Regions from separate parts of the Mus musculus genome. Here region 2 is linked to region 1. Evidence: chromatin contacts called from public Hi-C data. All regions are on one chromosome and are shown on one strand. Each heading gives the region's core, a stretch centred on a gene start, on an enhancer-like site or on the middle of the called end of the contact. The rest is flanking DNA. Distances are from core to core; before and after follow the strand shown.

Region 1 (6,241 bases), core at 102-2,601:
CCTCCTGTGTCCTCACCCACATGGCCTCCAAACTGGGCTTTATAGATACATTTTGCTCTGTTTGACTTGTGTGTGGGTACTAGAAATAAAAGACTCAGGTCGTCAAGCCAGCAAAGCAAGCTGTTTTCTAAGGAGCTGTGAGCCTAGCCCCTCTCTTTTTTTAACACTTACTCTCCTATACCCTTAGGGCCCCAAAGTCACCATGTAGCCCAGGCTATCTTTAAACTCCTAACATTTCTCCTTCACCTTCCAAGAGAGTACCCCCACAGTTCAATGTTCTCTTTCAAGAGCAATTTGATACCATGTTTTGTCATTTCTCGTTTAATTATTACTACTTTTAATTTTTCCGTTTTTAATAGAAACACGGAAAATAATATCCTGTATTCAGTTGATCCTAACAATGGGGTTGTTGTTCTTTTGTTTGTTTCAGACTGTCTGCTTATCTGTGTATATTTAAGCTTCCTCCTTATAATTATTGTCCATTTTCTATCAGACCTTTGATATTTCTTGAATTGTATTAAAATACAATAGGATTCATTTCTTGAATCCTATTGTATTTCAAATACAAATCCTATTCAGATTTGTATTTGGAAATGTATGTTGTCCTATTTGGCTTCAGCTGTCAACTCGACACAGCCTAGAGTCCCCTGAGAAGAGAATCTCTCCGTTAAAAGGACTCTGCCTGGATCAGACGGGTCTGTGGGCATGTCTGTGGGAGATTGTCTCAGTTGCAAATTGATGTGAGAGGACTCTTCCCACTGTGTGTGTGTGGGGGGGGGGGCTGGCAGGTGTTTCTGAACTATGTAAGAAAGCTAATGATGTGTCCACTAGGACATTGTACCGCAGTTATCCTCCTCATTTTAACCAGTGTAATGGTCTCTGTTGTAAAAAGGAGCTCGGGTGAGGAGGGCTAAAAGCTACGCTTACCTGTGGGTAGAAGGATGAGCATTTCGAATGCAGTTAGAAATGATACTGGTTTAGGAAGGTGACAGTAGTTGGTTTTCCTTTAGGATCCATGACCTCACCAGCCATGTGGAGTTGACAGATTTACAGTTCCAGACAGGAACTCCCTCTTGTTAATCAGTTTTTAGAGAACAGCGGGGCAGCTGTTGCTTATACCCTGGTGTAAGTGCCACCTTTACACGCTTAGGAGCATCTGGCCATGCTGATCATTAGTGTGGTTCGTAGGCTTCACAGCTGGGCAGGACTATTGATCCCTTGTCTCCACTGGCAGTTTACATAACACTTTCAGATACTATGGGAGCTGATTTCCAGGGAGGAGCCATGGCAGCTGGCTCTCAGGGAGGAGCCGTGGTATCTGACTCGAAGGGAGGAAGCCTGGTGCTGGCTCTCAGGGAGGAAGCCTGGAGCTAGCTTTCAGGGAGGAGCTATGGCAGCTGACTTGCAGGAAGGAGGCCCGGTGCTGGCTTCAGGAAGGAAACTTCCATATCGCCTTCATCTAAGTCTTGTGCCCAAAGTATTCAGTATTCAGTATCTCCACCAGCAGAGTCTTACCTTCGAGTTCTGAGAGACAACCAAGACCAACAGCTATAGCTTATATTGTTTTGGAACTCTCCCGGCTCATCCTGAGCAACTCTCTCTAAAACTTTTCTGGCATTGGGGGTTTTGGTGTGTGGTCTGTGGTTCTTGGGAAGGGGAATCATCACTCCACATAGCATGATTGCATTTCAACTCTCTCTCTGTCTTTCTCTCTCTGCCTCTCTCTATCTCTTTTTTGGTTTCTCTCTTTATATGTGTCTCTTTCTCTCTCTACACATGCACACACACACACACACACACACACATGGAATACACAAAGGTACATAGGCACATACACACTGACACACACATACACACAGACCCACACATACACACCGACACACACACACACATGCACACACAGGCACACTCTCACACACACACACACACACACACACACACACCCCTGTGTATATTTATTCACACACATCTTACTTAACTACAGTTTCCATTTGGGTTTCAGTCATCTACTTGCAGAGGATAACAAAATTTAATTTAAATTTGTAAACTCAAATTATAAATGTTTTCTTCTGTCCTAAGCTAGTTTATGGCAGCATCATAAAACACAAACATCTAGAAATAACTCATTTTTCTTTCATTTGTCTAAACTTTTGTGCAGGTTATAAAAAGTTTCCTGATTTCTTTCCTGTCAGTTGCCCTGCATTTTGTGCTGAGCTTTTAATTCCTAATGGTGAGCTCTGTCTGGAGTAAGCCCTGGGCCTCCTGATTATTTCAGCCTGTATTTCAGGTTTTCTTCCCGGACTAGAGCTGGTCTCCACAGCTATTGGAAAGGAACGCTGTTGTTGAGCTGGCCTCATGATGTCAACATCACCATGGAAGGCTTATGAAAAACAATCACCTTTTCTACACTGGTATTTCTTACATAGCCACTCTTTGCAGTGTTCTGTGGGGCAGTGTCGGGGGAAACTTTACGTGACAAGAACTTTTGAAAAGTCAAGGAAGCTGGCCACTAATTCTTTCTAAGGCTTTGCATCAGAAGGAGGACGTTTTGTGTCATTAAGACTTTAGCTTTGTCTCTCTCTAGTTGATCCTGCCCATATTAGGTTTGGTGCAGAGTATATCCATTCTTTGACATCATAAATCAGAAGTTTGCTTTGGCCCAGTGCTTCAGGCTTCTGATTTCAGCTCTGGAGAAGCTAAGTCAGGAGGATCAGTAATTTGAGAGTAGCCTGAGTATGTAGAAAGATCATTTTTCAAAAGGGAAAAAAATGTATGGAGTAAGGTAGGGAGAGGGGGAGGAGAGAGGGAGAAAGAGAGAGTAGAGAAGGAAGAAAAGCAGTGAAAAAGAAAAAGGAAGAGAGGGAGGGTGGGTGGGGAGGAAGGAGGGAGGGATGAAGGGAGAGAGGGATGAAAGGAGAGAGGGAAGGAAGGAGGGAGGGAGGGAGGGAGGGAGGGAGGGAGGGAGGGAGGGAGGGAGAAATATGTTCTGACATTTTCCCTCAACTCATCAGGAACATTTTTGTCTGTTCACTACTTGGGTCACTACTTCCAACTCTAGTAGACATTTCACTTGTAACCCACCCCTGGTGACACCCCACAGACAGGAAACCTGTGACTCTCTTGCATATTCTCCTTCACTGTGACATGTCCCTTTCTTCCTCACACTTGTCTGGGCACACTTGGTCCTGCAGGACATTCTGAGCTATTGATGCCTTTCCCTCTTCCACCCATGCATGCATCACCATCAGCATCTGAGGGGTTTATTCCCCTTTCAACTCATGGACAACACACTTTCAATGGACTCTTTCTGCCTGTTTCCTAGTTTAATCCCCATTGCCTTGATTAAGTAGTCTCAAACATTCTTCAATGACGTCCGAGGCTTTGGAGTTTAAAACTAAATTGCTTCTGGGGAAAACAAATCAAACTTGCACTGCAGACCCAAAGAAAGCACATTAAAAGACATTACGCTGCACTTTTCTTGGTAGAATAAATTGAGAGTCGCGGTTATGTTTCTTCCAGCAATGTCGGATTCTGAGACACTGCGATTAATTTCGGCTCTAGATTGAGTTTCTCTCCCATACTCCACTCTCTGTTTGATGTGTCTACATATTTCAGTGTATCCAATGACAATTTATGCCATAAATTATTGCCTTGGGGGCCAACATCCCAGGGAAGAAATATTCAGGACTAACTGCATCAGGAGGATGTGGATTTGATCTGTGTTTTCCATGACTGATTTGCTGGGTGTCACTGGGCCAATGGTTCAACCTTCACACTATTCACCTTCCATGCCTGCCTGATGATGTCACGATGCCATGTCATAGCCGGAGAGGAAAAGGTAGTGTTGGTAGTCAGGGATGCTGCTGACCTCTCCACTAGTTCATGGCTGTCTAACATGCGCCATTTGAAGGTTATAAAGAGAAGCTTAGCAGAATGTTTTTCATAGTTACCTTGCTATGAAGAGACACAAGGAGCACAGCAGCTCTTATAAAGAAAGCATTTAATTGGGAGCCTGTTTACAGTTTCAGAGGGCTAGTCCATAAGTATCATGGGGGGAAGCAGGCAGGCAAGGCACTGGAGCAGTACCTGAGAGCTATATCCTGATCCACAGCCAGCAGGGAGAGGAGAGGGGGAGAGGGGAGAGGAGAGAGGGGAGAGGGGAGAGGGGAGAGGGGAGAGGGGAGAAGGGAGAGGGGAGAGGGGAGAGGGGAGAGGGGAGAGGGGAGAGGGGAGAGGGGAGAGGGGAGAGGGGAGAGGGGAGAGACAGAGACAGAGAGACAGAGAGACTGGGACTGGCATGCACTTTTGGAAACCTCAAAGCCTGCCCTAATGATACACCTCCTACAACAAGGCCACACCTCCTAATCCTTCCCAAACAGTTCTACCCCCTGGTGACTAAGCCTTCAAATATATCATCCTATGGGGAGCATTCCTATTCAAACCACCACAGTTAGGGAATATTTTCATTCTAAAATTAACCTTTAACAGGTTAATTGTATAGCTCCCATGGCAGAGCATTTTATCAGTATGAGGAAGTCCTAGGATCAATCACTGCTTTTAAGTTTAACTAATAAAAGTCCATGTCCTTGTCACCATTAGAAATGGTCCTGGTAATTTGTCTGGCACTCATGCTGTCCAGCTTCCCCTAGACCCACTGTGTTCAGGAGTGATCACTGGTTTGGAAGCATGTGGACTTTGCTCTTACCTTTTTAAAGTCATTTCTACAGCCTACATAATTGCACCGATTCTCCTTCCCAGCCTTGCCTAACTTCACAGGAATACCAGTCTCCTTTACTAACTCTGTTTAAGCATCACCTTTTTAGCTGGCTTCTGTCAGTGTCTGTTTATGTATCAACTGTCTACCTGTCTGTCTATAATCTACCTACTTATCTACCTATTATTCTTCATCATCTAATGTCTATCATATATCATATATCTATCATCCATCTATCACCTATCATCTATCTATCTATCTACTTATTATTTATGTTCTTTATCATCTAATGTCTATTGTCTGTCTGTCTGTCTATCTCTACCTACTTACCTATCTATCATCTATCTACTTATCTAATTATTAATGTTCTTTATTATATGTCTATCATCTATCACCTACATCTATCTATCTACCTATCTACTTGTTATTTATGTTCTTCATAATCTAATGCCTATTGTCTGTTTTCTGTCTATCTATCTATCTATCTATCTATCTATCTATCTATCATCTACTTATCTAATTATTTATGTTCTTTATTATATATTATCTATCAACTATTTATCCATCTATCTATGCCTATCTATCTACCTATTATTTATGTTCTTCATCATCTAATGTTTATTATCGATCTATTCTGTACCATGTCATCTATTTATCTGCCTGTTGTATCATCCATCTACCATCTATATTTATATTAATATAATCATCTATTATCTGTCTTTATCTATCATCTGTATATCTGTCATCTACCTATGTACCTATCTATATGTCCTCTAGGTATCTGTCTATATATTTTTATATAACTGTATATCTGTTATATAATTCATCACCTATCTCTGTAGTCTGTTATCTATCACCTATTACCTATTATCTGCCTATATATACCATTTAGATATTATCTATGTATTTGTCATCTATTTGTTCATCTGCCTCTATAGCATCTATGTATCTGTGTATATATCATCTGTCTACCCATCTATCTATTATCTATCTTCCTATATATGCCCTGTCTCTATATAATATATGTATCTGCTGTCTATATATCATGTATGCATCTCTCTGTCTCATCTCCTTCTATTTGTTATCATCTGTTCTTGCAATCTTTTGAATAAGTTGTTTATACAGTCTGCTTCTCTAACTACACCTCCTTTTGTTTCACAAGATTGAAAATCCCTTGTAAGTGTCTTTTCACTTTTCTATTGTCCTTGGTGCCAGATAGAAATAGAATACCTTCTGGAGATAGCTCTGTGGTATCTGAAGACATTACCTTATCCAATGAAGGGTTTCTAATTGCACATGAGATTAAGGTTACTTTCCACCTGACTTTAGCATACAGAGCTTGTCCTGGGTTACCAGAGTCTGCACACTGTAACCACACAGGTTCTGAGAAGCATAAGGGAGGGGTAGAAATGGGGTACAAACCAGGGTGCTACAAGATGGTCCTGACAGACTGGTGCTGGATTTAAAAGGGGGGCAGAGTCAAGAGCCAGGGGATGTGAACATCGATGGTGAGAAGTTTCATGAGAG
Region 2 (5,956 bases), core at 1,774-4,273, 140 kb before region 1:
CTACTGTGCAAAGGGAGTATGTCTTTTTTTTCCGGAAGAGAATGAGGTGTAGAGATCCAGCCAGTGTCAGGAGAAGGGTCTTTCTGTGTGGGGTTGAACTTCGTCTTTGCAGTAAAAGGTTGGAGGCCCGTGACTTTCAAGCAGAGTCTCTGCCATGCTTTCACACTTTGGGGGATTCAGGTGCTGGTCCACCTGGGGACAGATGGAGAGAGGTTGAGACCCTCCTGTGTCTCACACTCTGAACCCATCAATTAGCACAGGCTACATCTGACACCATTTCTTACCCTGATACAATGGCGATTGGAATACACTTCAGTCCACTGAACATTGGCAATGTTTTATTAAGAAGTGGTTTTGAGCCTTTGAACACCAATTTCCCCCACCCCTGACCCCAACACACACACACACACACACACACACAAAACTCCTCACAGTGCCACTGTGTGTCTGCTCTGGTGGGGCTTGACAGTTATCTGAGCTGAAGCAGGCAAATTTAACCTGACAGCCACAGATGGGGCAGGGTGCCACCAATCTAATTAGCCAGTAATCTAGTCAGAAAGGGAGTGATTCTAGGCCTTTCTGAGGCTGCTAATCACATTCCGTGTGCATTAGCAACAACACAGGCAGAGCTCTTAGGAACAAGGCTTTGGCCTGCATGGAACTCTCCAACTTTGCGCAGGGGTTTCTCCAAAGGGGGTACTCAAGGTTGGTTGTCTCATATATTTCTGCATTCACTGCTGAGGGTGTCATGGTTCAAGTTCATGTTTGAAGCAGGACAGACTTCTGCCTTCTGACAAGGTCCATCTGAGGAGGAACGGTGAATCAAGGAACCTGGTTTTCCATCATCTTCTGCATTCTGGAGCAACCTATAGGAAAAAATGAGGAAATTAGATTCCAGAAGGAACGCACTTCGTGGGCTGTCTTTCTAGATTATTCTCCATGTACGTGGAGGAATGGAGAGAGAGGTTTACTAGAGAATAAGAGACAGGGGAGTCTCTGGGTGGTTAGTTTGTTAGTGTCTCTGAATATGAAACGTAGGTCATGCCATTTTGTTAAGTTTCTGTGATGACAATTTTAATATGAGATATGAAAGTCCAGAGAGAGAGAGGGTGATGGTGGCAGGGGTGCAGGGGAGAACTGAGAGACTAGGATGGCTAGTTAATATCCTACTATCTTCTTTTTGTAGAAACCTCCATTTATGACAATTTCATATTTCTTCTTTAAATAAAAGGATGTTTTGTGAATTCATTGTTTTCTGAAATGCTAAAATTTTGGTCCTCTGAAGGGTGGTCACATCAACAGCCTCCCTGTTTCAACCTCTGTATTTTGAACCCTTTTCCAATATTACATAATTCCTTCTTGGTCAGCCTGAATCTTAGCCTTGAGCCTTTACAGTGGAGAATTTCACTCATGAACAGGTCTGTAACATAGCAATTGACCCCAAAGTTATCCTTGATAAATGGACTTCCCAAAGAGCCCTCAGAAATCATGATGATGTAAACTCTGCAAACGGCAGCCGTGGGGAATGCTGTAATAATCTTTTTGTTGTAATTCTGAACAATTTTCGATCACAATTTGTATCTTATTAGTTGATTTATTACTAGACTGGGTCTTGTATGTGGCCCAGGCTATGCTGAGTTCACTATGTAGCTCAGGCTGCTACCAAACCCTTGGCTATCCTCCTGCCCTACCTGCTGAGAATGGTATTTTAAAGCGTGTACTACCAACCTCAACATCAGCTGAAAATGTGTATGAACTTAAAACTGTTTCTGCTTCTAGAATAAGGGTGGCCACAGCCCTGTGGACTATTCTGCAAGACTGTGTTTGTATGTACTTACAGTGACATTGTTGAATCACAAGCATGTATACACCAGGAGTTGCAAAACAACAACAACAACAACAACAACAATGCGGGGACAGAAGCTGATGAGTCTGAAGGCCAAGGTTAGGGAGACAAGGTCACTTAGGGCACTCTGAGGCACTGCTATCAATATTTGCAGTAGCCTGAATGTGTGCCTCTCCACCAGGGTCACTGAACACTTCACTGAGTAGAAATGATGCCTGAAGGCTGGAGAGATGGCTGAGTCAGTAAAGTTCTGGCCGTACCAGCCCGAGGATATGAGTTTGCTCCTCTGAACCAACATAAGAAGTATGGGTTTGGTTGTATGGATTCGTAGTCTCTGCAACACTGCGGGGGTACAGAGAGATCCCTGAGATGTAGTAGCTAGTTAGTCTAGTAGCTAGTTAGTCTAGTCTGCTTGGTGAGTTACAGTCCAAGTGAGAGACTCTTCCTCAAAACAGAGTAAGCTACCAGAACCAAAGACACACTGGATAACCTCCAGGGATGACACCTGAGGTTGACCTATGACCTCCAGATGCACGTGCACCCACCCCCCAGAACAAAAATCCTATGTGAGCATGCCAGTCCCGAATTACAGTCTATAAAGCATTTCCATCGGAGAATGTGACTCCCCCCCAGAACAAAGATCCTATGTGAGCATGCCAGTCCCGAATTACAGTCTATAAAGCATTTCCATGGGAGAATGTGACTCCTCGTAGGACATTAATGCCATGTTAGCTAATCCCCACAGAAATGGTGCTTAACCATGCATAGCTCAGATCTTACAGAGCCAAAATGGGAACGAAAAAGTCTGTTATGCCCTGTTACGACTTGTAAGGATTCCAGATCTCCTAATGTAACAAATCAAAGATCATCAGTGCTTACATTTCTCAAGGCAGGGTCTCAATGGAAGTTCACGTAACTCAGGACGGGGGCTGGGGACACAAAGGCAGCTGCTTATGGGGTGGGGCCCTCCTAATGGTTTCCAGATGTGGCTCTCTTCGGGGCTTTAAACATCCAGCCTTGAGTCACTCACTTGATTAGGATCAGCAAATCAGGACATGTCGGTAAATTCTAGCAGTCAAATTAATATCTGTTGAATGAGTCGAGCCTTCTAGAACCTCAGTTTTCTGTCTTATTCATTCTTTGCCAATGTGTCTGGGACTGTCCAAGAATGTCCCAGGACAGAAAGGTCTTTGTATGAAGAACAAGAATGAATTCTGAGGCTGTCACACATGAATAAGCAGTCTATAGTTGAGCAAGCTTTTATATGGGAAGTACTGTCAACTTTGAACTTAGTTAAAGTGTAATAAAGTAATGATGTCAAGTTTTGAGCTAATGTTTTTTTTAAAAAGCCCTTGCATTTTGATTTTTAATACTATTTATTCCTGGTATCTCTAATGGTTTCTTCCTTTCTTTTTAGAAAGTTCTTTGTGGGTGTCATACTTAGGTTTAAACTCAGTCTATTCTAGGTGTCTGACTGCCCTGTGGTAGACACCTAGAAATTTTTTGAGCTAGAGAGATGGCTCAGTGGCTAAAAGAGCTGACTGCTCTTACAGAGGAACTGAGTTTGGTTCTAAATACCCATGTCTGGAAGTTTGTAACTCCACCTCTGAGGTCTCTGACCCCCTCTTATAGACTCTGCTGCTATCATGCTCATGTTCACAGACCCATAGAGAGAACACACCAACACATAATTTAAAATAATATTTTAAAATTAAAAAAAAAACCCAAGACTTTCAAACAAGAAGTTTCCATGGGGCTGTTGGCGTTTTGGGATGCAGAGGACGTGTCTTGCACTTGGCATTGCTTGGAGCCTCTGATTAGCTCCTATGCTCCGTTCTGGCCTTTGGGACACCAGTTCTCACTGTGTAGCCCAGGGTGGCCTGGAATTCAGCAGATGATCCTTCTGCCTCAGTCTCCTGGGGTCACAGGTACACACTGCCACACTCAGGCACCGTCCCCTGTATTTGAGCGACTTCAGAGTTTGAGTGATCCCCAGATGCATACAACCCAGGACATTTCTATTGTATGCAACTCTCAGTCATAGTCCACATTTGGGGATCCCTGCAGAGTTCTCTGACTGTTTAGGTAGCCTTAGTCACACCGTGGCATTTCACAGCAGTACGGTAAAACCCTGCTTCCCTTCTTGATGCTCCCCTTGTTAGATCTCAAACCTGAGATGAGTCTCAGTCCCTGTGCCTACTCCCAGCATTCCTTCTCCCTATTATAACACAGCCATTTTGGCTACATCTGTCTCTTTGCCTCTTGGCCCAGGAAGCCTCTCTTGGTCAGGGGCTCCTCTTTGGCTTGGCTCCCCTCCTCATCTCTCCCCTCATGGTCCAGTTTAGACTGCTGCCTGCCTGGACTCTTCCCGCTGCCTGCTTTCTTTCTTGTATCTACAATAAAATCCCCCCAATACTGTAGGAACAGTCAGGGGTTTGTTTTCTTCTCCTTTTACTTCACTTTTATATTCACCTATCAATGCCTGTCATCCAATCAGAGTAAATACTGAGCCATATGCCTATGGGAGTTTAAATTTAAATTGATTTCCTTAAGTCAAAGGAATCTTTCAATTCCTCTCATAGTTACACAAATCATAGTTCAGGTGGCCAGAAGACCATCCTGCCTGGCTTCAGGCAGGATGGATGGATGGTCGGGATGCAGAATATCTTTGATCCTGGTGGAACACACTCTCGGTTCCCCCAATCCATTTGCTGACGAGGGCCTCTGCATTGATGTCTAGGCCGAGAGCAGTTGCGACCACACAATCGTAGGTTTAATATCACAAGCAACGAAGTCAATAACGGTGGCTGAGAGTCTCGGGAGGTGCACATGTGTAATTACACCTCATCGGGAGTTTCTGTAGCTGTTAAATGAAATCATTCAAATATTGGTTTTATTAATGCTTTAAAAGGAACAGGGCAAATAGTGACTTGACAGTTTGGACTTTTTATTTCGCTGAAGTTAACATGTCATGTAATGACTTTTGCAAACAGCTCCACCTTTAAATACTGCCTAAGTTTCTGACCATGAGTCAGTCTCTCTCTCTCTCTTTCTCTCTGTCTCTCTGTCTCTCTGTCTCTCTGTCTCTCTCTCTCTCTCTCTCTCTCTCTTTGTGTGTGTGTGTGTCTGTCTGTCTCCCTGTCTCTGTGTATGTGTGTCTCCGTCTCCCTGTCTCTGTCTCTGTCTCTGTCTCTGTCTCTGTCTGTGTGTGTGTATGTGAGTGTGCATGGATGTACCTATGTGCCAGCCAGAGGCAGATCTTGGGTGGCTTTATTACTGTCCACACTAAGCTCCCCAGCTCCCCAGCTCTTCTTCTTTCCCTCCCTTCCTTTCTTTCCCTGTGAAATCATTTCTAGAGCATCCTTACTGGCCCCCAGCAAGAGCCCCTTTGCCCATCATCACAGGGGCTCCCCACTGTTCTTCTGTCTCTCTTTCCCATTCTTTCTCCAGTCCCCATAATTCTAATAATAAGTGTTAGAGGGAGGAAAGAGAAGAGAGTCCCCCAAGCTTCCTGTGAAATTTCCCCCATGTTTGGGGGTGAGTGGGAAAGCCTTTGGAGCAAGTGTGATAACACACACTTACCTTCTACATGTGTGGGCACTGTAAGATTACATACATGCATACATAAGGTTACATACATGCATAGACCCATGTGAGGAGCAGCTCAGGCTTTTCCTAGTCTCTGTTCCATCTGGGACTGGATTGTCCTTGGGGACTGAGATGGATAGCTTTTTACAAGATAGTGTTGTCATTCTCCAGGTGAGGAGATGCCTGCTCTCTTTAAAAGCTGGGACTCATCAAAATCTAAAAATGTGGGCATTTTCCCCAGCGTTTGCCCATGAGATAAGTACAGACAGAAGTCTTCATGTCCCGCAATCAGCTTCTCAATAGAGGGAGAAATTCAGTAATGACTATACTAGGATAATTTGATACAAGAATCAATTGACAAGGAAGGAGTTAAATTGTTCCCTGTGTCTTTATTGGGATTTTAAGAGCTCCTGTGATTTGGATTTCTTCTGTTTTTCCCAGGCTGTCTGCTCAGAACAGGAGGCAACCTATTTCAAATCCAGGTTTAGAAAAAAAAAGTGTAAGATCTGTTGATTTCATAAC

The links. Hi-C and Micro-C count contacts between places; a contact is called where the count stands out from the background.
Region 2: a contact with region 1 is called in a Hi-C map of the N1E-115 cell line, with 2.1 times the contacts expected there. The contact joins two enhancer-like sites. A contact is called at or near these places in 4 of 484 Hi-C or Micro-C datasets (the F1.1 cell line, the N1E-115 cell line and embryonic stem cells).

The regions. Positions count from the first base shown.
Region 1 is chr9:116,757,696-116,763,936 of GRCm38.p6, reverse strand. All of the region lies in intron 6 of Rbms3 (RNA binding motif, single stranded interacting protein), which reads left to right. Among named protein-coding and RNA genes, the nearest start is that of Gm39449, 240 kb to the right of the region's middle. Within about 2 kb of position 1,351, at least 24 of the 459 cell types and tissues checked have an H3K27ac peak or open chromatin away from gene starts, as enhancers often do. A contact at or near this core is called in the N1E-115 cell line, where this site is marked.
Region 2 is chr9:116,900,433-116,906,388 of GRCm38.p6, reverse strand. The region is part of intron 4 of Rbms3 (RNA binding motif, single stranded interacting protein); the gene reads left to right. Among named protein-coding and RNA genes, the nearest start is that of Gm39452, 290 kb to the left of the region's middle. Within about 2 kb of position 3,023, at least 48 of the 459 cell types and tissues checked have an H3K27ac peak or open chromatin away from gene starts, as enhancers often do. A contact at or near this core is called in the N1E-115 cell line, where this site is marked.